Linked DNA regions of Mus musculus: all the other regions are linked to region 1. A link is a contact called in public HiCAR-type, HiChIP or PLAC-seq, capture Hi-C and promoter capture Hi-C data. All regions are on one chromosome and are shown on one strand. Each heading gives the region's core, a stretch centred on a gene start, on an enhancer-like site or on the middle of the called end of the contact. The rest is flanking DNA. Distances are from core to core; before and after follow the strand shown. Region 1 holds the start of Fam234b (family with sequence similarity 234, member B). Region 2 holds the start of Pde6h (phosphodiesterase 6H, cGMP-specific, cone, gamma). Region 3 holds the start of Art4 (ADP-ribosyltransferase 4). Region 4 holds the start of Smco3 (single-pass membrane protein with coiled-coil domains 3). Region 5 holds the start of H2aj (H2J.A histone). Region 6 holds the start of Plbd1 (phospholipase B domain containing 1). Region 7 overlaps Gm44140 (a long non-coding RNA gene).

Evidence for each region. Promoter capture Hi-C pulls out the DNA fragments that hold promoters and counts their contacts. HiCAR-type assays count read pairs that join an accessible place to other places. HiChIP or PLAC-seq counts read pairs in DNA pulled down with a chosen protein or histone mark. Capture Hi-C pulls out chosen DNA fragments and counts their contacts.
Region 2: a capture Hi-C map of embryonic stem cells shows a contact between it and region 1, with 4 times the contacts expected there. The contact joins the promoter of Pde6h here to the promoter of Fam234b in region 1. A contact is called at or near these places in 1 of 39 promoter capture datasets (embryonic stem cells) and 1 of 9 other capture datasets (embryonic stem cells).
Region 3: a contact with region 1 is called in an H3K27ac HiChIP or PLAC-seq map of large pre-B cells, with 5 times the contacts expected there. The contact joins the promoter of Art4 here to the promoter of Fam234b in region 1. A contact is called at or near these places in 1 of 39 promoter capture datasets (pre-B cells) and 1 of 115 datasets of contacts at active chromatin or transcription factors (large pre-B cells).
Region 4: a promoter capture Hi-C map of adipose tissue shows a contact between it and region 1, with 3 times the contacts expected there. The contact joins the promoter of Smco3 here to the promoter of Fam234b in region 1. A contact is called at or near these places in 2 of 39 promoter capture datasets (cranial neural crest and hippocampal neurons), 1 of 115 datasets of contacts at active chromatin or transcription factors (astrocytes) and 2 of 9 other capture datasets (adipose tissue and liver).
Region 5: a HiCAR-type map of astrocytes shows a contact between it and region 1, with 3 times the contacts expected there. The contact joins the promoter of H2aj here to the promoter of Fam234b in region 1. A contact is called at or near these places in 5 of 39 promoter capture datasets (the 3T3-L1 cell line, erythroid cells, hippocampal neurons and 2 more) and 3 of 115 datasets of contacts at active chromatin or transcription factors (the NIH/3T3 cell line, astrocytes and large pre-B cells).
Region 6: a promoter capture Hi-C map of liver shows a contact between it and region 1, with 2.8 times the contacts expected there. The contact joins the promoter of Plbd1 here to the promoter of Fam234b in region 1. A contact is called at or near these places in 6 of 39 promoter capture datasets (the 3T3-L1 cell line, hippocampal neurons, liver and 2 more) and 1 of 115 datasets of contacts at active chromatin or transcription factors (astrocytes).
Region 7: a contact with region 1 is called in a FOXA1 HiChIP or PLAC-seq map of pancreatic cancer cells. The contact joins the enhancer-like site here to the promoter of Fam234b in region 1. A contact is called at or near these places in 5 of 39 promoter capture datasets (cranial neural crest, embryonic stem cells, frontonasal cranial neural crest and 2 more) and 3 of 115 datasets of contacts at active chromatin or transcription factors (astrocytes, embryonic stem cells and pancreatic cancer cells).

Annotation. Positions count from the first base shown.
Region 1 is chr6:135,196,407-135,199,489 of GRCm38.p6, reverse strand. Fam234b (family with sequence similarity 234, member B) reads right to left here and starts at 1,503. Exons shown (of 13, transcript NM_028982.4): 1 at 1,389-1,503. The coding sequence starts at 1,425. Gm36533 (a long non-coding RNA gene) reads left to right here and starts at 1,466. Exons shown (of 2, transcript XR_869506.2): 1 at 1,466-1,614.
Region 2 is chr6:136,953,070-136,956,152 of GRCm38.p6, reverse strand. Pde6h (phosphodiesterase 6H, cGMP-specific, cone, gamma) reads right to left here and starts at 1,630. Exons shown (of 4, transcript NM_023898.4): 1 at 1,574-1,630.
Region 3 is chr6:136,856,011-136,859,093 of GRCm38.p6, reverse strand. Art4 (ADP-ribosyltransferase 4) reads left to right here and starts at 1,494. Exons shown (of 3, transcript NM_026639.2): 1 at 1,494-1,931. The coding sequence starts at 1,851.
Region 4 is chr6:136,833,964-136,837,046 of GRCm38.p6, reverse strand. It overlaps Smco3 (single-pass membrane protein with coiled-coil domains 3), which reads left to right and starts at 1,597. Exons shown (of 2, transcript NM_001039558.2): 1 at 1,597-1,690. The region is part of intron 2 of BC049715 (cDNA sequence BC049715); the gene reads right to left.
Region 5 is chr6:136,806,712-136,809,794 of GRCm38.p6, reverse strand. H2aj (H2J.A histone) reads right to left here and starts at 1,547. Exons shown (of 1, transcript NM_177688.4): 1 at 1-1,547. The coding sequence starts at 1,455. The coding sequence ends at 1,066.
Region 6 is chr6:136,660,239-136,663,321 of GRCm38.p6, reverse strand. It overlaps Plbd1 (phospholipase B domain containing 1), which reads left to right and starts at 1,429. Exons shown (of 11, transcript NM_025806.2): 1 at 1,429-1,760. The coding sequence starts at 1,643.
Region 7 is chr6:136,498,004-136,501,086 of GRCm38.p6, reverse strand. All of the region lies in intron 3 of Gm44140 (a long non-coding RNA gene), which reads left to right. Among named protein-coding and RNA genes, the nearest start is that of Gm44140, 19 kb to the left of the region's middle. Within about 2 kb of position 1,611, at least 126 of the 459 cell types and tissues checked have an H3K27ac peak or open chromatin away from gene starts, as enhancers often do. A contact at or near this core is called in embryonic stem cells and pancreatic cancer cells, where this site is marked.

The DNA.
Region 1 (3,083 bases), core at 254-2,753:
TAAGCCAACACACCAAGGAGTATTCTGTGCGCAGCACATTCTCAGAGTGAAGACACAAAAGAGCTCAGGCAAGCTATTCTCCCATTATTTTTTTTTTAATGATTATTTTGAAGAGTATACAAAAGGATTGTGTTTTTCTCATATTCGCCCGGTATTATCTCTTGTTCCACCTCCACTTGACTATAACTACCTCTTTTTTTCAGTGCTTTGGGGGGGGGGGGACTTGGCTCTGTGGGTGCTAAGTAAGCCTGTACCCCGAGGTACATTCCCTTTCTGTTTTATTCTCAGAGAGTAGCAATCATCTATGCTGAACTAAAACAAGAACTCTAAAAACAAACAAACAAACAAACAAAAAGGGCTGAAAATGCCTTTGACAAGATAGCATTCAAAACCCAGGGTACTTTCGTCAAAGTCAATGTATCCTGCAGAGAAAGCAAGCCTCTCTCTTAATTTCAGTATTGTGTACACTCCAAGACAGATCGTATCACTGTTCTTTCCAGAGTTCCAAGCAGCCAGCAAAGGGGAGAAAGATCTAAAGACATGGAGTCTCTTGTTATCTAAAATACAAGGCCGGTTTCAAGGTAGCAGACTAGAAACTCTTTGAGAACAAGGTCCCTGCAACCCTCCTAGGGCCTCAGGCTTACTATCAGAGCGACCCTTTCTAACGTGGCAGAGAAAATAACTGCTTCCTGTCTTATGTGATCAGCCAATAAATGCTTATAACTTAGTGTTTAATTTTTTTAAGTGGAGCCACAGATTTTTCGAAAGCCCTAAATGTTTAAATTTTGCCAACGACAGAATAAATACACTTTGGTTAAAACAGTGCAATTCAAACAGCACAGTGTCCTGCTGTGTGATCCCGTGTGATTCAATTAGCCATTTTCCTAATCTTTCTTCTTTCCTCCTGCACACAGGAGGAAGGAGAACACCTGTCTGGGCTAGCTCACAGCGGCAAAGCTGCTGTCAGTAAGTGGATGCTGTTCTGCCCAGGCCACTCACTTACAGTCCTGCAGCCCCCGGCTCCCCCTCTGGTCCAGCCCCAGATAGCAGCAGCTAGTCCCGGCGCTCAGGGAAGGATGCTCCAATGTCTGGCCTTCCCTTGGAGACTGCGACGACATGCGCTCTGACCTGACAGTAACCGTCTCGTCCCTCCACTTTCGACCCGGCCCCGCGCACCTCCAGCAATGTCTGCCCCGGGAGTCCCCGAGAGTCCCCAAGTGTCCCCGAGCGTCCCCGGTCCCCGACTCACACCCGGGAGCCCCCTTCCTCTACCCCGGACGCTGCAGCCCTCCCAGATAACAGCCAGGCCCCGCCGCGCCACGCCTCGCCTCGCTCATCTCCCCAGGCCAGGTCTCCACAGCGTGGTCGCGGGGCTGCAGACTCCTTACCCGGGAGCTTGAGAGCCCTGGACAGCACTGTCGCCATGGCGGAGGCCCCCGTGCGCGTGCGCGCGCCGCGTCCTGCCGGGAAGTGTAGTTCGCTGCGAACCGCGCGTGGGGCTGCGGGCGGGAAAGGTGTGACCTGCCGGGAGCCCAGCTAGGAGGAGGCGCCCACTGTCGCAGGTCACTGGTGCGGCGCGGAGCCAAGGTTGAGTCGCTTGCGCCTCAGCAGCCGGTAAGGAAAGTCATCTCTCCCCAACCTGTGTATGAAGAACCTAGAATGAGGTTGTAGATACTTAAGAAGGCGCGGGCTGTGAAGTTCGCGTGGGTTTGGAATTGACAAACTGAATTTGAAGCCTGCGTGCGCAATTTACTACCTGAGCCATCTTGGCAAGTCACTGAGACTCGGCTTTGTTTGTTTGTCTGTCCTGTCTGTCAGTCAGTCTGTCCATCTGTTTTGGAGCCAGGAGTCTCAATGGAAACTGGCTTTGTAGGTGAGGGTGACCTTGAACTCCTGATCCTTCTGCTTCCACTTCCAAGCACCAGATTTGTTTGTTTGCTTGTTTCACTTACTTATCTATGGCTCAGTGTGGTTGAGCTTGCCTCTCTGAGTTTGAGGCCAACCTGGTCTACATAGAGTTACAAGCCAGCCAGGACTACATAGTGAGACCCTGTTTACACACACACACACACACACACACACACACACACACACACACACAGAGAGAGAGAGAGAGAGAGAGAGAGAGAGAGAGAGAGAGAGATGTATTCATTAGTTTGTTTACTCATTTATTGGTTTATTTGTTTATTTATTTATATATTGAGATCATGTAGTATAGACTGGCATTGAATTGGCTATGTAGTTGAAACTGGCCTGGAGTTCCTAACCCCCCACCCCCACCCCGGCCTTCACTGTGTAAGTGCTGGAATTACAGACACACAACACCACACCTGGCTGGCTCTCTTGAAATGAAAATGATGCTATCGCCTTGTTGCTTAGAGAATTAAGCGACACCATCCTTTTAAAGCACACAGCTCCTGTGACTCTTTTCCCTGTCCTAAGTGCAGTCTGAGGTATGCTGTGGCACAGACCTGGGTTTCCTGATCTCAGCTCTTTCCAGGGAAGTATTTACACTCTACCTGCTGCTGCCCTGGCTTGCGAGGTCCAGCAAACAGGAGCTGACTGGTTTCTCACTCACAGGCACCAAGAGATGGAGCTAATACTGAGAGCATTAGCTTGACCCCGGAGTGTCTCAGTTATCTAGTCATGTCTCCCCACCGTCTGCTTAATGCTGATAAACCGTTTCTGTTCCACAAGAGTTGTTCTGAGAGTCGAATATAAACGTGCAAAACACTTAGCACCAACAACTAATGTTTCGTCAGTAACCTAGTGTCCTTCTGGTTGATGTCTTATTGCTGTTATTTGAGACAGAGTCACACTATGTAAACCAGGCTGTCCTGGAACTTCCAGAGGTCTATCTGCCTGCCTCTGTCTCCCCAGTTCTGAGATTATAGACATGTACCATAGCACATGGCTAATTAATGTTTTGATTTTTAATTTACTAAGTAATAAAATTGTAAATTTGGGGGCTAGAGAGATGGCTCAGTGGTTAAAAGCACTGGCTGCTCTTCCAGAGGCCCCAAGTTCAATTCCCAGCACCCACATGGCAGTTCACAACCTTCTGTTAACTCCATCAATGCCCT
Region 2 (3,083 bases), core at 381-2,880, 1.8 Mb before region 1:
ACTGCTCTTCCAGAGGACCAGAACCCACATCAGGTGATTCACAGCCGCCTGTATCAGCGGCTGCAGGAATATCCAGTGCCCCTGGCCTCAGGTATCCATGGCATCCAGCCTCCACAGACACATGTACACACTTGCATACACACACACACACACACACACACACACACACACACACAGAGAGAGAGAGAGAGAGAGAGAGAGAGAGAGAGAGAGAGAGAGAGAAAGAGAGAAAGAGAGAGAGAGAGAGAGAGAGAGAACCTAAAAAATGAGGACTCCTCGCAGACTTCCACAGTAGGTGGACCCTTGGTGTTTGCTCCATGAAAGACTTCTGCTCTCTGAGCTTGATGGGGATGCTGCAATTTAGAGTAGCTGAGAAACCCAATTGATCCTTACGGAGTTTCTGGAACAGATTTACCCTCTGGGTCTCTGCAAAGCCTTGGGGAAATCAGGACAAATATGAATCTTTCTTTCCTTGGAAGAGAGTCCTATTGGTTATAGACATCACCAAAGGTTGTGACTTCTGGAATATGTGTGTGTCATTTCAGTCCTGGTGTCTAATGTGCCCACACTAAATATCAGACTTGACTTTAGTTCACACTTAGGTCCTTCTGAGTGTCAAGGAATCCATCCCTGTATGAGAACCTATTTTTCTTTTTTTTTTTTAATGCATCCTTCCTGCTTCAGAGATTACGAAATGCTCTTCTGCAGAAAGAAGGGCTGTGTCAAGGCACGATGTGTTGGGTATCCAATGCAACGATGCTCAGCTATGTGGAATTACACAGCTCAACCTTTCATGAGAAATGCACCAAAAAACAAAGCCACTGGGGAGGGATTGCCACAGGCTCTCTGATGCTCCTTCATCACCCCAAAACTCCAGATCACCTCCTCCTCAGCAAAGATAAATAGAAAGATAAACAGACGCATGGTTAATGAAGTGAAAAAGGGAACCAGACAGGGCACTACCATTTCTTCCCCTGATAGGTAAGGCCCATAGATGTTACCCATGGTTTCTCTGAGACAGAGAGATTCAAGTTAAAGATCCAAACAAGAGCCAAAATGAAGCCACTAAAAGACAATCCAGCATGTACCTTGTTTCAGAATAGAGCAAACAAACATTTTGACCTCAGAGGGAGAAGGCAACGTCACCCACGCTGCCCTGCGGTCACCCCAATGCTTGCTTTCTTCCCCACGCTCACACTGTCCCATCAGCCTCAAGGCCATCCCGGGAGTAAAGAACTATTTGTGCTGTGGTTGCCTAATGCCTCAGATCCATCCTTTTCCAGAAAACTGTTTGCCAGGAAGCCACAAACAGGGAGGGTCCTTCTCGGTACCTTGTGAACAACTTCAGCAATCAAGGTTTGCAGTGAACTGGTAATAACCGCATTCCACGCACCAGTTTGTCACATGACATTATGAAAAGGTTTGAGTGTGTTCTGTCCTGAGTTCAACCCCTAAACTCAGGTCAGACCCACAAGATCAGAGTGTTCTCTTCTTGTATGTTCTGTTGTTGTTGTTTTTACAGCCAATCAACCCTCCAACTCATTTAGTTAGTTATTATTGTGTTCATACTTACCACGAGTTAAAATCCCCCAGAGCCGAATGTGTTCCCGTAAGTTGTCTAGTCGCTGACACAAAGATCTTTGCATCCTGATATATATCCCTCCTGCCACTTAAGCCCAGCGTCATAGGCTTAGGGCACCAAACCAGATGCAAGGAAGGTGGGGGGAGGTGGGGGTGTGACTGAGACAGACTTAGGAGTTGTCTGATAAGGATGCTTTTACCAAATGACAGGGGCATCTTCTCGCAGTGAAGGCACATTGAATTCACAGATGCATGAAATGTTGATAGCCCAGGGCAGATGTTCAGGTTTTGATTCAATATTCTTTTTGTTTCTCTCTCTCTCTCTCTCTCTCTCTCTCTCTCTCTCTCTCTCTCTCTCTCTCTCTCTCTCTCTCTCTCTCTCACACACACACACACACACACACACACACACATACACACACGAGGCATAATTCTTATAAGACTGTACATATCTAGAGAAAGCCAACTCTCATGTCCTCTACCACTATAAAGAGTCTGATCACAGAAATGATAAAATGTAAGAGTACAGAATATCTCTGGTTAAATGGCATTGTGTGTACTTCCTCATAGACATGAGACATAAAGGTTATTCATTGAAGCTCGGTGACATTTGATAGGGAATGAGGCCAAGAGATTTCCAGAACCTTAGAACAGGTGATTGAAAACCAATCACTAGATCATACATTTTTATGATCTGTAGGCTGTCATCTAATTACTACAGCTCTTGGCTCAGTCCTCACATGGCATTCAGCTACTAGTATCAATTTGTGTGCTGCCTTACATAAATCTTATGTAGACCTTAGCTCACAGGACACTCAACCATTTTGACAATTTTATCATACAGAAAGTCAGGAACACATTCAAAATTGCTTATAAGGTTGGTATTGGAATCTGGAGCAAGTTGGATACTTGTAAACCCTGGATATTCAATGGTCTCTTGACTATCTCCTAGCCATGCAGATAAGGAAGGAAATGCAGATTCTCTGTCCATTTCTACACTTTGCCTTAGAACTAAAGTGCGCCTTCCTCAGATTTCTACTTGCTAGAGAACTGCACTCCTCATGGTGACAAAGATAGAAAGCCATTTGTCCTCCCAAGGCAAGGAAAGATTCTTAACCCACAGCCCCAAGCAGATTACAAGAGGAGCTTAGCAGCTTAAGAGTTGTTTGTATGCTCTCCCGTGCTCTTTGCCAACATTAGAGCCATCCTGAACGCTACAATTTTTATGTAGAACAAGTAGAGGGTTCAATCCTGGGCTGGGTTCCTCCTCAGAGGCTGCAGGTCCATTCGCATCTCCAGGAACATGATGCTTAGATGATTACTTGATTTTTTTTTTCACTTCCTGAAATGAATTCACAAAGGCGGCGTGGAAAGCTGTAAGGTGAGTAGGTAGGTGTTCCAGAATGCTGTTGCTCAAAGAGCAGCAACCCTGGAGAGTTGAGCAAGCGATAAAAGTACTCGCTGTACGTGCATGAGGGCTTGAGTGCAAATATCCAAAGCCA
Region 3 (3,083 bases), core at 245-2,744, 1.7 Mb before region 1:
AGTTTGGAGCTCTTGAGCACATCTGTAATCCCAGCACTCCTGAGACAGGGACAGAGAATCAAGAATTCAAGGCAAGTTCGAGCTACACACACACACACACACACACACACACACACACACACACACACACACATTAATAGTAAATGTTACAGTGCTGGCTGCTGATGCAGCTGCATTGGTCGAGTGCTTGTCTAGCATAAAGGCCTGGCAGTCTGACCCCCCAGTACCATAGAAACAGGTTATGATGGCTTACCCCTGCTATTCCAGTACCCAGGAGATAGAGACAGAGGATCAAAGATTGAGTGTCAGCCTCAGTTCCATATTGAGTTCAAAACCAGCCTCGGATATATGAGACACTATCTTGAAAAAAACCCTTGAAAAATTAATCATTAGGGCTGGAAAGACGGCTCTGCTGGGAAGGCACTGGCCATGCAGCTCACAGGAACTCATCAGGCAGAGCAACAACAGAACAAACGCAGCACGCGCCTGCAGTCCTAGTATGGGGACGCAGACACGGGGCTTCTCAATCCACTACCAAATCTGTGAGCTCCAGGTTCACTGAAAGCCCGGATCAAAAACTAAGGTGGAGAGTGAGGGGTAGGAAGACACTCAAGTTGAACACACACACAAGCACACACACACACACACACACTTGTGAGAAACAAACAAATAAATAAATAAAACATTAATGGGAAACAAACAGTATACAAAGTCTTGTGATTTCACTTCTGCTCTGTGTGTGTGTGTGTGTGTGTGTGTGTGTGTGTGTGTGTGTGTTGTGGGTATAAAGCCAAAATGTAAATCAAAATAGTGGCTTTCTCCAAGCAATCATTTTGAATAATTAGCGTTCCTTCTTTTATGCTTCTATGACTTGGGAAACTTCAGACAGACCAATATTTAACGTGGTAAAAAGAAAGCAGGACCACAATTCCCAAGAACGGAATTTGGTTCTTGTCACAGTTAGATAAGAGGCAGGGAACATAAACAACGTCTGCGAGCCAGCAGACTCTGAAAGGTCGGGAGTAGTGGAAGGACAGCCAGACTTGAGCAGGAAATGTGGTTAACAGTGGAAAGTCGGACTTAACTCCTGCCTGCGGGCCTCATTGCAGATTACAATAGATAGAAAACCTGAAGCTCTCAAAAGAAATAAACATTCAAAGCTGTGACTCCAACAGCCCCCGTCTCTGAACGGGGATGTTTCAAACACACCGTGGAGAGGCAGCAAAGAACACACAACATTAAAAGCCTGTGCTGCTGGAGGGCAATCATTCCAGGGCAGGGCTATCAGCACTGCCAGATGAGCCTGACACAGGTCCACCTTAAGATCGCATCTCCCCAGCTGCGCTTCATGTGCCACTGCAGTGGCTCACAGGGAAAGCCTGGGGCTGCAGATAATGGGACTTGGCCCGAGTACTCCTGGAGCATGCCTTTTCTTGTCGATCTGGGAAAGGCAAGGCTGAACTGCACAGCCTGACCCTGAACAGACCCTTGGCATTCCCCTGCATGCCGACTAGACAGAGAGACGGTTTTTGCCTTCTTTACACTGAAAACCATTCTGTGCCGCGCACATCTGGCCCTTTCGCGGAGACTTCAACACTGCAAAGGCGCTAGACTTCTACCTTGGAGGAAACTGTCGGTTGTTGAGGTTGTTGATATTCAACAGAAGTCACAGTTGCGGCAGGAGCAGAACCTCAGACACAGCCGGAAAAGAAAATGCCAAAGGAGGACTCTAGAGCGTATTCTGGGACGAGGCTTTCAGAATAAAGAAGTGTTGCTGACACAAACCACCAAGCTGCCCACTGACCAGTAGATCTAAGAGAACGTGTCTACCAAGTGCTACAGACAGGAGGATGGCGCTGTGGCTTCCAGGAGGGCAGCTCACCCTGCTGCTACTGCTCTGGGTCCAGCAGACACCCGCGGGGAGCACTGAGGTAGGGGCTATCGAAAAGTTGGTCTCTCATGATCAACGATGCACCAACAGGCTATTCACCTGGGGGCCACCTAATTGCTAAGAACTTAGCCACTGGCAATCTAAGAATAAACAATGTTAGTAAAGAGTGACAGGGAAAATTGCTATAAAAATTAAAAATTTTTAAGTCATAAATCTGGCATAATTGATGTGAGTGCCATTGAGTTATTTTCCCGATTCTTTTAAGTATTAAAGCAATGATTCCACCGGGGCAATAATGTAGACTAACCTGTTTAACTCAAAACCGCTTTATACAGATAGCACACATTTGGAGTATCCTAATTTTAAATATCTATAAACTAAAAATAAGCTAATGATAATGGGTGACACAGGAAACATTTGAGATCTGGAGACATGTTAAAAATGTGTCAGAGTTCATTTTGATATTTGACAGAATGTGATTCTTGGCTTGGATTAATGGAAGCTTGTTTTAAAATCTGGTGCACTGGTTCACATCATCCAATCAGTCTGTAAAATTGACTCTAGATTGTATGTAACTAGACAGCATGACATCATAAATCACACGGTTAAAATACCAAACCGTGTGTTCTCTAGCTCCGCCCCCAACAACGCTGGCCTTGGGCAGAATCTTGCCTTTTGGTGAGTGCTGCTCATGAGAAAAGCATCGTTGTTTTGCCCAGAAATGGTTGAGTGTAGGTGATGCTGATACAGTTCTCACTAACGAGCTGACCGAAGCCAGGGAGCCTCCTTTCGGCACCCTCTAGACAACATTCAACTGTTTCCCCACCTCCAAGAGGGGTGTACTTTCCAGCCCCTCGCTCACCAAGAGGAGGTGCTCCCAGGCACGGCCCCACTGCTCCCCTGAAACGCTGTTTCTCGAGCTTTGGAAGCGCAGCTGCATGCACGGGTTCTGCCCTGCTCTCCACCCTGGAGCCTGGCTAGTCTTATGTCTGTGGCATAAGTGCTTCTCCCCCAAGACAAGCTGTTACCTGAGAGGTCTCAGTCCTGCACTGCCAGTAGCTGGAGAGACAAGTCTGACAGGCTCTGGAATTTACTCTTAGTCCAACTTTCCACCAGATCCAGAGGTGTGTGTGCACCCGGGGGCTAATTGAGGAAGAAGGTGACACTTCAGCTTCCTTGTTTGCTTTAGGTT
Region 4 (3,083 bases), core at 348-2,847, 1.6 Mb before region 1:
CTGACTTGGACACAGGGACTGCCACAGCAGCAACAGCAGCTATTGCCTGTCCTGTCCTGTCCTGTCCTCACACCCAGTGCAATCTCTCCAAAGACAACCCCCTTATACTGGGGCTATGGTCATGGACACATTGAGACAGCTGACTTTGTGACACACGGGCTCCCAATGCCTGAATGTTTATCTCACCTGCCCTACAAAGCCCATCCCTTCTGTGAATGGGGATTTGGAGTGTGGAGTCCAGATACCAAAAAGCCTGGGACAGGGTTCAAGCTGAATACTGTCCAGGGTCTAAATGCCAGAGACCTTGCTAAGGAACAAGGACAACCTGCCTCTGTGGGGGTGGGATGTCACTCCCTCTCAGACCTTCTGCACAAACCGGTTCCATACATTCTTATCTCTGCAGTGATTTCTTCTGCTTTGTCACACCCTAGTGTCCTCAAAGCATCCCAGAGATGGGCAATACTTTCTACTACAGTAGTCCCTTGGGTACTAAGACTTTTCCTTGAGCCTGAGATCTAAAGGAGTATAAGGATAAATACCCATCTTCAGTTGTAACTTACAAATACAGCATCAATAGACATGCCGGGCTGGAGAGATTGCTCAGGGGTTCAGATCCCTGAATGCTCTTCTGGATGGCCTTGTTTCAGTTACAAGCACCCACACAGCAGTTCACAATTGTCTGTACCCCCATTAGCAGGGGATCCAGTGCCCTGTTCTGACCTCTGCAGGCTTCCGTACATGTGGTATTCACCTACACTTAGGCTCACACATAAATAAATACACATATAATTGCACAAATATATTTTTAGACATGCATCATTTACATAGAAGAGGGAAGTCTCAGAGGCTTTAGGAATAGCCAGACAACAAAGGAATGCTGAGAGCTGAGATGGGGAGAGAGACTTCCCAGGGAGGCGAGGCTGATGAACAGCCTATGGGATATCCAATCCCCACTATGGCTCAGAAACCATATCTATACAAGCAAAACTATGAAATGAACAGGCTATATTTATATATGTAGGAGTGTGTGTGTGTAAAACAATTACAGCTAAAGAGAAAGAAGCATGATTTCCAGAAAGAACAAGGAGAAGTGCATGGGGTGGGGAGGGAGAGGAGGGAGGGAACGGACATCAGGCACAGCGTCCTCCGGACTGGTTCCCCTGTTAAGATGATGCAGTGATAAGGAGCAGCACACCTAGCCTGGGAGGGGAGCTGCTGCTTACATTTTGGCCATATGGGTTTTGTATTTCCTGAGAACTGAACAAAACCAGCAGCAGATAGAGGCCACAATGCAGAAGGAGCAGAAGGAACTGTCCCCAGCTGAAGTCATCACTGACACTGAGCCAGAAGGAACTGTCCCCAACTGAAGAGTCATCAATGATACTGAGCCGGATTTGTTCAGCTAAAGAAAAGAAAATACAAAACCATTTTGGAGAGTTTTATAATGACTAAGTTAATATTGCTTATGATTATAGCAACAGAAACATATGATTATAGGAAACAGAAGTATTGTGAAAACTGAGCCAGGCAGAAATGGCTGTGAACCAGATGGGCAGTGGGACCCAGCAGAGAGCAGAAAATCTCCTGGCTCATCACATTCCACCAGAAGCTTCCAGATGAGCCCACGGGATAACCCTTCGACAACACTGCTGAGACACGGAGAGCACACACACTTGGGAAACCCAGAAAGGTAAGTGATGTGGAGACTCAGTGAGCACTAGAATACTCTGAAGAACAAGCCTTAATTACAGGCTTTGGGATAATGCCAGTTGTGAGTGGCCATAGACCGTGTCAGCTTTGTCCGAGGGGCTCTCAGGGCATGCTTTGGAGATTCCCTCCTTGAAGGCAGCAGGGAAGGAAGAACTCTATTGAGAGCTGTAAAACTAAGTCACTGAGGGAGAGAGGCAATGAACACATGAATGTTAGGAAGGCTGGAGATGGAGCCATGCTACATGTGGGAAAGTGCAATGCGTGTCTGGAAGATGCTCTGTATCTTCAGTGTCATGAGGGACACACATAAATTGTCATGAATGAATAAAGATGGCTCTTACTTGAGCCAATGAACAGCACTTGCCTGTACACGATGAAGTTACTCATACTTTGACACAGTCTGTGCCTCTAAGCAGCCTTTGTGGGGGGAAACACAATGTTTTTCTGAGAAATGTCTCAAGTGCACAACAGAATCCTGTGATAAATGCTGATGGGTAACTGTGACAGGCTTCATTCTGCTCAGAATTATGAAGTCATTCTGCTCAAAATATTAGAGGAAATTTAGAGGAATTTGTATCAGAAAAAGGACCATTGCATCAGGATTCACTAAACACTGAGCAGCATGTCTTTGATTGAACTAAGTGAAGCTCGGGCTAGAGAGCAGCTGCTCTTTCCTCTGCAAAGTGTCTGGCCTTGCCTGTATTCTGTGTTCACTCACAAGTGCACACCGAGGAGGGAGACAGCAGTGCATGAGCTGAGAGAACACCTCAGCTCACTGTCCTGTGTGTGTGTGTGTGTGTGTGTGTGTGTGTGTGTGTGTGTGTGTGTGTGTGTGTGTGTGTGTGCATGTACGTAAGGTAACACCTACTTACTATGTGAAAGCCTCAGTCGATACTTCCACGGAAGCCCTGGCATACTGGGCTTACATGGACCGTGCTTCAGCCCAGCTTTAGAAATGATCAGAACAAGGCTCATCCTATCATTCTGTCACTCAGATCTACTATGTCTTCCACTTTACTGAGATACAAATAGCAACAGCCTAATCAATTCATCTTAAATGTCTTCAGTTGTATTCTTAGAAAAACAACTCTTTTTGAAATGCATCCTATGTTCCCCAAGTTCAGCAAGACCATAGCAGACAGACACCAGCAGCATGGCATAAAAATTTACTGTGGGTGTCAGCAGAAAAGCTTTTTGAAATGCAATTTGAATATTTGTCAAGACGATAAAATATGTAGTCAACAAGATGGCTCAGGGGGTAAACGTGTGGGCCAAGCCTGACAACCTGAGTTTGCTTCCAGAAGTCACAGGGTGGACTGAGAGACCTGACCCCCACAGCTGGGCTTTACGTCCATGTCACACAGCTCCTATTC
Region 5 (3,083 bases), core at 298-2,797, 1.6 Mb before region 1:
CTGCTAACAGAATGATGGTTACTGAGTGAGCAGGAAACGGAATGACCAAGGCAAGAATCGCATTTCCAGGGCCCTGGGGTTTGGCTCTCCGCGTTACGTTAACTCACACGACCCTTTCCTTCCTTGAGGCGCCATCACCCAACTCAACAGTTACGGAAAAGAAGAAACCTGATCCCAGGAAAGCTAACAGTCACCCCTAAAAAAAAAAAAAAAAAATCGGTTTTGCTTTTAAGTAAAATCAGGCTGATTCTCAGAATCAGTGCTGGATAAGAGGCTGCCATGCAGCTAAAACTCGAGGGGAGACAGAAACATATTTTGAGACACGGTCTAATGTAGTTCAGAAACGGCCACAAACTCGCTATCTAGCCACGAAAGGCGTTCTACTTCCCAAATGCAGGGATGAGGGGTAACACCACCGCAAGCACCAAGAGAAGATCATTTTAGGAGCTGCTAAACATACACTACTTAAGACCGAGGGCCCCGCTGTTACGCAACACCATCCAGAGCGCAAACTTCGTGACTCACTTCCGTATTGCACAAGTTACTTCATTATAAAGAATATTGAACACAAGTGTGCAATGTGAAGATGGCTGGCATTCAGATCACGAATACGTAACATCTATTAGCTTAAATACTACCATAAATAACTAGCACCCACCAAGGATCCCAAGTTCCTGTCTTTTCCAAATGGCTAGGGTACATATAGCTCAACCTTCCTATGTATGACAAGCGAGGCAACTTCTTGTTCACAGCTCGCAACACCTTCCCTACCACTTTTCCCTAAGACTGGGGAGTTAGGCAAAGCCAATTCCAGAGTAGCCTCTGGGCACTAGGTCCGCTTCTCCTGCCCACGGTGATGCGACGGGGCTCTCCCAATCCACCCGCTGGGTTCCTCCGGCTCGCACATGGCCACACAGGTGGCCTGCGTCACGCTCAAAGTTGGAACTCGTCCCCACCCAACACCCCCTCGGTCCCGCGACTACACAGCTCTCTAGATTACTCGCTTTTCACCGACTTTATTGGCTGCGGACTGTGGCGGGCGGGCTCTGCACCCGTCTGTCGGGTTCACTTGCTCTTCACCTTCTGGCTCTCCGTCTTCTTGGGCAGCAGCACGGCCTGGATATTGGGCAGGACGCCGCCCTGCGCGATGGTCACACGGCCCAGCAGCTTGTTGAGCTCCTCGTCGTTGCGGATGGCCAGCTGCAGGTGACGAGGGATGATGCGCGTCTTCTTGTTGTCCCTCGCCGCGTTGCCCGCCAGCTCCAGGATCTCGGCCGTCAGGTACTCCAGCACCGCCGCCAGGTACACGGGCGCTCCCGCGCCCACGCGCTCCGCGTAGTTGCCCTTCCGCAGCAGCCGGTGAACGCGGCCCACGGGGAACTGCAGGCCCGCGCGCGACGAGCGCGACTTGGCCTTGGCGCGCACCTTACCGCCCTGCTTGCCTCGCCCGGACATGCTCGACCCCGCGCCTGGAACTCCAACACCGGCTCGCTCAGTTCCGGGACGACGCGCGCCACCCCGGAACTGCCTCGCCAAACTGCAGCCGCTGCCGCCCGTGACAGGCAGGTACCGTACCCAATCAGCTCGCGGAAGCAGAGCCCCCGCCCATCCAGATGTCTCCCAATCAAAAGCTCAAATTTCTAGTCCTAATTTACATAGTTCACAGGCATCCTCAAACTTGTTGGGATTGGCTGCCAGGATGTAGTTAACTGGGTGGTTCGAGTCTGCAATCCCAGCACTAGGGTAGCCGATACAAGATTGCCCGGAGCCTAAGGTCAGCTGTAGATATTCCAAGATCCATACCAGCCTAATAAGGAAGGAACGGAGGGAGGGCAGCGAAAACGGGGAGTTAAGCAAAGCCATACTTGGTTCAAATCAGTAATCCTAGCTTTTGGAGGGAGAAAGAGCTGAAGTAGGAGGATTACCAATACAAAGACAGCCTGGGCTACTTTGTGCGTTATAGACCAAGCTAGGAAGTGAGACCTTATCTCAAAAAATAAAAATGATGGTGTTGGCATTTCTTCTAGGCTCCGCCCCACAGTTACCTGGCAGCAGCCAGGTGTGCCTGACCCACTGTAAAAGAAGCTGCTTGCCCCCCCCCACACACACACCCACACTTTTCTCTTGCTTTCTTACTCTCTTAGCCCTCTGTCCCTTCTCTCCCATTCCCCTACCCCTCTCTCCACGTGTTCATGGCCGGCCTCCACCCGCACACCCCCTCGGCCTTTTCTCTCTCTCTCTCTCTCTCTCGCTCTCGCTCTCGCTCTCGCTCTCTCTCTCTCTCTCGCTCTCGCTACTACCCCCTCAACTCACCTCATGCCCTAAATAAACTACTATACCGTCCTGTGGCTGGTACCTCAGCATGGGCCGCACCCCCTCTACCCCCTACGTGCACAATAACGCTCCTCCACCAAACGTCCCCGGCTTTTTTTTTTTTTTTTTAAATAAAATACAACAGTAAGCAGACTATGGTGTTCAGTGCCTATAAACCCAGCTGATGCAGGAGTATGGAGAACTTGAATTGAGCCTGGCCTAAGAGAGAAACTACCTGGAAACAATCAAAAACCGGAAGCCCAGAGAAGAGCACCTCTGTTCCCTCATACCATACTCATGGAAATTAGTCTCCAGTATAGCCAGGGGCGACTTTCAAATCTGACTATCTGACTCCAGGGTCTGTGCTTGTGAGTGCCACAGCAATTCCGGCTCAGCCATAGCTCCTTGGCTGAATTCTGCCCTCCTAGAACGAGCTTTCGTCATCTGCTCCTTGACACACCCACCTGGAGAGCTAGCTGCAAAAGAAGCTTTGTAGGTTTTCTATTTGTTTTAGTTTTTGAGACTTTTCTTCCTGTAGCCCTGGCAGCCGTGGAACTCACTATAAAAACCAGGCTGGCCTTCAACTCAGAGATCTGCCTGCCTCCCTAATGCTGGGATTAAAGTTGTGTGCAGCCACCAGCCTGGGACAAAAGCTGGTTCTTTGGCCTGTCCTACCTATACCACATGAGGCTGGTCTTTGGACACTGTTGCTGCTCCTGGGGACAGTCCCTTCCTTCTCAGGGCCTCGAGGCCATAGTCACAGACTAGGC
Region 6 (3,083 bases), core at 180-2,679, 1.5 Mb before region 1:
CAGCTACAGTGTACTTACATATAATAAATAAATAAATCTTTTTTAAAAAACGCAATTTAAGTATGTCAAAATGTACCACAAATTACTGTAACAGTGCTCTGCTAGGTTAGTACTTTTTACCTTGGGGAATACTGGACGTGGTCTGGAGGCACTTTCAAGGATGTTAAAGGCCTCAGAGTGCACAGGACACACTCACACACACGGACGGACACACACATATGCTCACTCATAACTGGACAGAATTTCAACAGTACTGAGTTTAAGAAAGTCTAATCCAATTAAACTGCTCGTTCAAAACAAGCCAACCACTTCATCGACTAGTCTGGTGTTCTACAGACCCGGTGTCATACAGGGCTCTATCCTGGAACACTGAAGTCAATAAATACTCGGCAAGCAAACCATCAGGTGGGTGAGCCCAGCCCCCATCAGGCATCCTGAAAGAGTCACCTCCTCTGAACACTTGTCTCCTTGGATCAGAAGGGTCAGTGAGGTCACAGAGTGGGATATGGAGACACACCTGCACTTTTTGGGGTGACACTTCACTAGCCACGTGCCATAGGACCCAAAGGTACCGTTCACCTTCGTTTTTATTTTATGTACAGTCCCTACAATGCCTGCAGCTTCTTTCTCCACTAAATGAATATTACCAAACGAAATTGTGATTTGTATTTCATAATTCACAGGTGTCATTTCTAGCAATGACAAATTTATTTCTTCCTCTAACAAAGGCACTTCTTCATTACTTTTTAAAAAATATTTATTTGTTTATCTGGATTTTTTATATTTTGGTGTTTGGAAACAGTGTCTCATTCAGTAGCCCAAATTGTCCTCAGACTTTCATTAATCCTCCTGCCTCGACTTCTGGAACGCTTTACAAACCCAGCTACAGTGGTTTGCTTGCCTGGGTTCAGTAGCAAAAGATGAGCTCAGTCAGCTTGAAGTCTGTTGCCTACTTCACAATGTCACCTAGGGCACCCTTGGCCAACTTCACAATGTTGCCTTCAGCGAGTCCTGCCCAGACATGGGTCTCTATGGAAGCTCAGGGGTAGATCTGCTTCTAGCCCCGCGTGAATCAGCTCCGCCCAATGAAGACACAAAGCTAAGGTCTGGAGGTGTTGAGCTCCTGAGGTCAGACAGGCTGGCGCAAGAAGCCCTGATTCCTGACGGATGAGGGACCTGAGAAGACAGAAGGCCACAGAATCCGACCTACGGGGAGGCATGCGACCCACTGCTGCCTCGGTTTCCTTATCCTCTGCTACAGGGACCAAGGCCACCTTTAACTGATTCCTTAGCCCTGAGCCCCACCCTCCAGGAGGCGACCAGAGAAAGCAGCACAGCCCCGGCACTTCCCAAAAGCGCGACAGAGAACTTTCCCGGCCTGGCCCACAGGTGGCTGGAGGGTCAGACCAGACGGAAAGGATCCGCCTCTCCTAGCCTGGGGCTCAGCAGGGCGAAGGTTGGTTCCCAAGGCCACGTGAAGCGCCCAAGCAGGCAAGACTAATGTCAGAAGAAAGTTAAGATCGGCCCGGCCTCTGCAACGCAGCGCCCTGCTACCATCCTCAAGTGCGGCTCTTGCAACAGCTGCCACCGCCGGCGCCAGCGGGACCTAATCCAACCAGGCCGAGGTCACAGCGGAGGAGCGATGTGCCACCGCAGCCCTGGCAGGAGCCTCAGGCCGCCATCGCCGCTGCTGCTGCTGCTGCCATTGCTGCTGCAGCCTCCCTGGGCGGCTGGCGCTGCCAGCCAGAGCGACCCAACAGGTGAGCAGAACGGCCGCCCGCGGACTAGGGGCGTTGCCCTGTACCCCCACGCCGGCGGCTGGCCAGAGTCCCAACAGCTTTGCATCTAGGGGCGTCTTGGGTCGTACTTCTTGGTGGGGAGCCTGGCGGGTTACGTTCCAGCCCTGAGGTGGATCAGCGGTGGCATTGAAGGAGGGTACAAGGGCTCTCCAACGTAAAATGTTTTGGCCTTAATTCTGTCCCATATCTTGTCCCGGACAACCTCGACTGGTCCAAAAGGCTCCAGTCCAGAGATTTTTCCAAATCAGACTGAGGTGTGATTTCGAGCTGACCTTTGTTCTGCTTCTAGAAGTAGACAAGTGACTTGGACTTAAGAGAACTGATAGCAAACTGGTTATGCCATCTTGATATGGGACAGGGCCAGAGCTTAAGGCTGCTGAGCTCTTCTGAATGGCCTCAGAATCCTAAAGTGGATTAAAGTCTCCGTTCTACTGCACAGAGGCTGCGACTGGGGGGAAGTCAGGAATTTGCCTAAGCGATAAGGTAGCTGGGTTGCCAGAGGGCACTGGTGTAATCCTTCCCTTCAGAAAAAACAGGCCTCAACAGGTGTCCTTCCAGTCTCACCCTTCCATTTGTAACAAGACCAAAATGAATTGTGGGATGCGTAGACTTGGAAGATTCTAAAAGTCAAATTCAGAGAGGACGACTGATTTCGTAATCGTCTCCTTGTTTGACCCATTCAAGAATAGGAAGGGACGCGGGCAGTGTCCCCTTTCAAAAGTCGCTGATTTTTCTCGTTACCGTCTCTCAACGAGTACCCGCACCCTTGCCATTTGGAAGTGTTTGCTTTCAAAGCCTGCTCCACTCATGTCTGGAAACTTCCCAGTGGGCACAGGCTTGTGGGATGAGAAGGGTCCGGAAGTGCCTGATGTCTCCCCTGATTTAGCTGTATGTTCTTTGGTCATCCCTCCCTACCCCCGCCACATGAGCGCTCACGCTCACACACACACACACACACACACACACACACACACACACACACCCTTTAGTCCAGAAAAGCTGCTGGTTCCTTACCATGGCCAGCAATCCTGAAAGGCTCCTCCACATGACAGCTTTGAGGACAGCTAAGGATGCCTGCCTGCAGTGTCTATTTGAAACAGATGGGATGTCCTTTCTCCCTCTTATCAGTATGTTATTTGTACTGTATTGAAGCTTCCTCAACCTGCCAGTAGATTACCCAAAATTTAAATCGTAAAAAAGCAGAGGCATTGCTATCTCCCAGGGCTCCCAAAGGAACCTAGCTCCGTACTGTGAGCTTAGTAGGCTGTGTCCTAACTGTTCCTC
Region 7 (3,083 bases), core at 362-2,861, 1.3 Mb before region 1:
TGAGAAGGCGGCCCCAAATAGCTATTACAAGCAGTTTTTATACATTTTAGGGGCACAGGTTACATCACCAAAGTTACAGTTCAAACATTGGCTAAGCATATTGACCTTTAAGTCTATTGGCCAGCAAGCATGGGCAGATCATGACACGCATTTGAGCTCTATCTGGGACTTTCCAGAGGGTCAGGTGATTATTAATCAGTACATTCTGCCATTTTTCTGAGATTTTTTTTTACTCAAGAATGTTCCTGTGGGTGGAGAATGGAACTTGGCCTAGCCTTGACAGCAGATGGGGGTGGGGGGGAGCTGTAAGGAGGGGATGGGACTGGAAAAGCCCATAGGGTTCCTTAGCTTATCAGAACTGAGGCAATTATGAGAACTTTGAATTCCTTCTCATGTTGGTCATGTTGCCCGTGGCAGAAGGGATGTGAGAAGCAAGACCCTCGAGAATACATATGAGAGACTAACTGGTGAGAGTAAAGCAGTTTCCTATTCACCATTCTGCAGAAAGGCACACCAACATAGAGAAAAGACAAAAATAGCTACCCTGTGGTTTTCAAGTCCCTGATCATAAGACATTCCTGCTTTCCCTATTGGCTGGAACTCTAGTGAGTTACAATCTTCATTTCTTCTCCCCAAGTTCCCACCCTACTGCTTCTATAAGCAAAGCCTTAACTAATTACTCTCCTAGAGCGGATTGTATAAGCCAGATTGGCCTTAAACCTGCCTCAGTTCCCTGGCCTGGCCTCCAGAGCACTGGGATTGCAGGCATGCACTATGTATGGACAGGGGTTTTGTTCATGCGTGGTGTTGTCTTTGAGACAAGGTATCATGCAGCCTCAAGCTTACTAACAGAGGCTACCTTTGAGCCCCTGCCATTCTTGCTTCTACTGTCTCAAGCTGACGTTGTAAGTATAGACGACCACAGGAAGAACTGAACCTCTCCTAAAGCGCGGTGCTTCGCCTGTATTTACCAGTCAGTTCTCAAGCACTGTAAAGAAAACACCTGGATATGTCAGCTATAAAGAAAATTTCTAAAGCCAGACATGGAGGCCCATGCCTGTAGTCCCAGCACTCAGCAGACCAGCATGGGCTAGTGAGTTCCAGGCTGGACTGGACGACTGAGATAGCTCAGGAGACAAACAAGAGTAGGAGTTTGTGCAAAATGCTAGGGAGGAAAACAATGGGTCAGCCTCAGAAAGCGAGTGCTCACCGGAGAGAATAAAGGAGAGCTGTTGGCATTGGGGACAATGGGGACAAAGGCCCAGTAGGCAGAGAGCTTCCTATTATTTGATCCCCAGCACCCCCATAAACTGGGTGTGGTGGTGCATCCCTGTGATCCGGCGAGTGGGAGGCAGCCTCTGGAGGGTCAGAAGTGTAAGGTCACCCTCAGGAGCAGAACAGTCGAATGCCTTCTCTCAAAACAAACAAACCCGCAGTGTCCAAGGCTGTCGACATTAAATGCTAGATTAAGCAGCTAATCTCGAGGCCTTGAAGAATGAGAGTGGAATTTTCCTGAAAGCTGGCTGTGGGAGGCAGGAAGGCATGTCCTGTCCTGCCCAGAGATCAGATGAGCTACTTTGAGTGGGAAGGCAGGCCAATGCGGTCCTTGGTTCCCACACCCTCAGCTGAGTGAATGTTGACTCATGCTTGAGAACATGAACATGAGTCACAAGCTACACACCATCAATTAAGAGGGTTACAGCAAACTGTGTGGTAATTCACACTTGTAAGACTGGCCTCTGGAAGGCTGAGGCAGGAGAAAGACTGTGAGTTTTGTGAGTCCATTCTGAGCTACAACATGAGACAAGAACTCGAGCTAACTGAGGACCGTGTTTGGGCTCTCACTTCTACACACCTCCTTGTGGTTTTTCACTTCGGGGCTGAAAACCATCTCTGAAGAAAACCAGGAACACATTGCTTCCAAATTTGCTTCTCTTGAGCCAAGTGTGGTGTCGTGCCCCTTAAATCCCAGCACTTGGGAGGCAGATGCCGGAAGAAGATCTATGAGTTTCAGGTGAGACTGGTCTACACAGCTATTCCAGGACTACAGAGAATAGCTGTTCTCAACCTGCAGGTCAAGACTCCTTTTGGGATCAAACAACCTTTTCACAGAGGTCAAATATTGGATATCCTGCATATGCAATGCCTAAATTATATTTCATACCAGTAGCAAAATTACATTTATGAAGTAGCAACAAAAATAATTTTATGTTTGAGGGTCACCACTGTTAACTTTCAAACCCAGAATAAACAACTGAGGTCCTCATTTAATATATCAAAGAGGTCCTGGCAATCAGGTTCTTCCAGCATCCCCTAGTCTGGCATACTCCACCCCCATCCTGAACTCTCCAGCCTAGGGCATGGGCTTCCTTTTCCACACAGGCTATTCTGCATATAATCCAGACATTTTGGCTACCTGCCCTCTTTTGTGTAACTTTGGCCTCCTGGCTCCCCTCTCTGCTCCCCCTCCCACTCCCCATCTCCCACATGCCTTTGCCTCTGCTCTCCCACACACCTGTAATAAATGTTGTTCTCCACCATACCTAGGATGACGCATGTCCTTTCCTTTCATTTTTATTTCTTCTTTTCATTCAACCAGAACATGAGAAACTGTATTGTAGGGTCACAGCATTAGGAAGGTTAAGAACTAGTGACATAAAGAAATCTAGTCTCAAGGGCTGGAGAGATGGCTCAGCAGTTAAAAGCACTGACTGCTCCTCCAGAGGTCCTGAGTTCAATTCCCAGCAACCACATGGTGGTTCACAACCATCTGTAATGGGGTCTGATACCCTCTTGTGTCGTGTCTGAGGATGATTAACTGTTACATTGTGATTGAAATGCCTACTGGGCTTTGCTGATACAGCGTTGCCCTGGGTTCTCAAGCCAGAGAAGGAGTGGTCAAGTGTTGCCCATGCCCTGGACATCTCTCAGAGAGCCCTGCAGGACGGGGGCCTGCTCCCTACCCAAATCAGGCTTGGGCCTTCTCATCTCCATAAAGACAAAGGCCTTGTCACCTTAAGGCCAGTTAAACTTCGGTTCCCCTGCCAAAGAACTAGCTTCTTAGAAGTCATGTGACAGCCAGT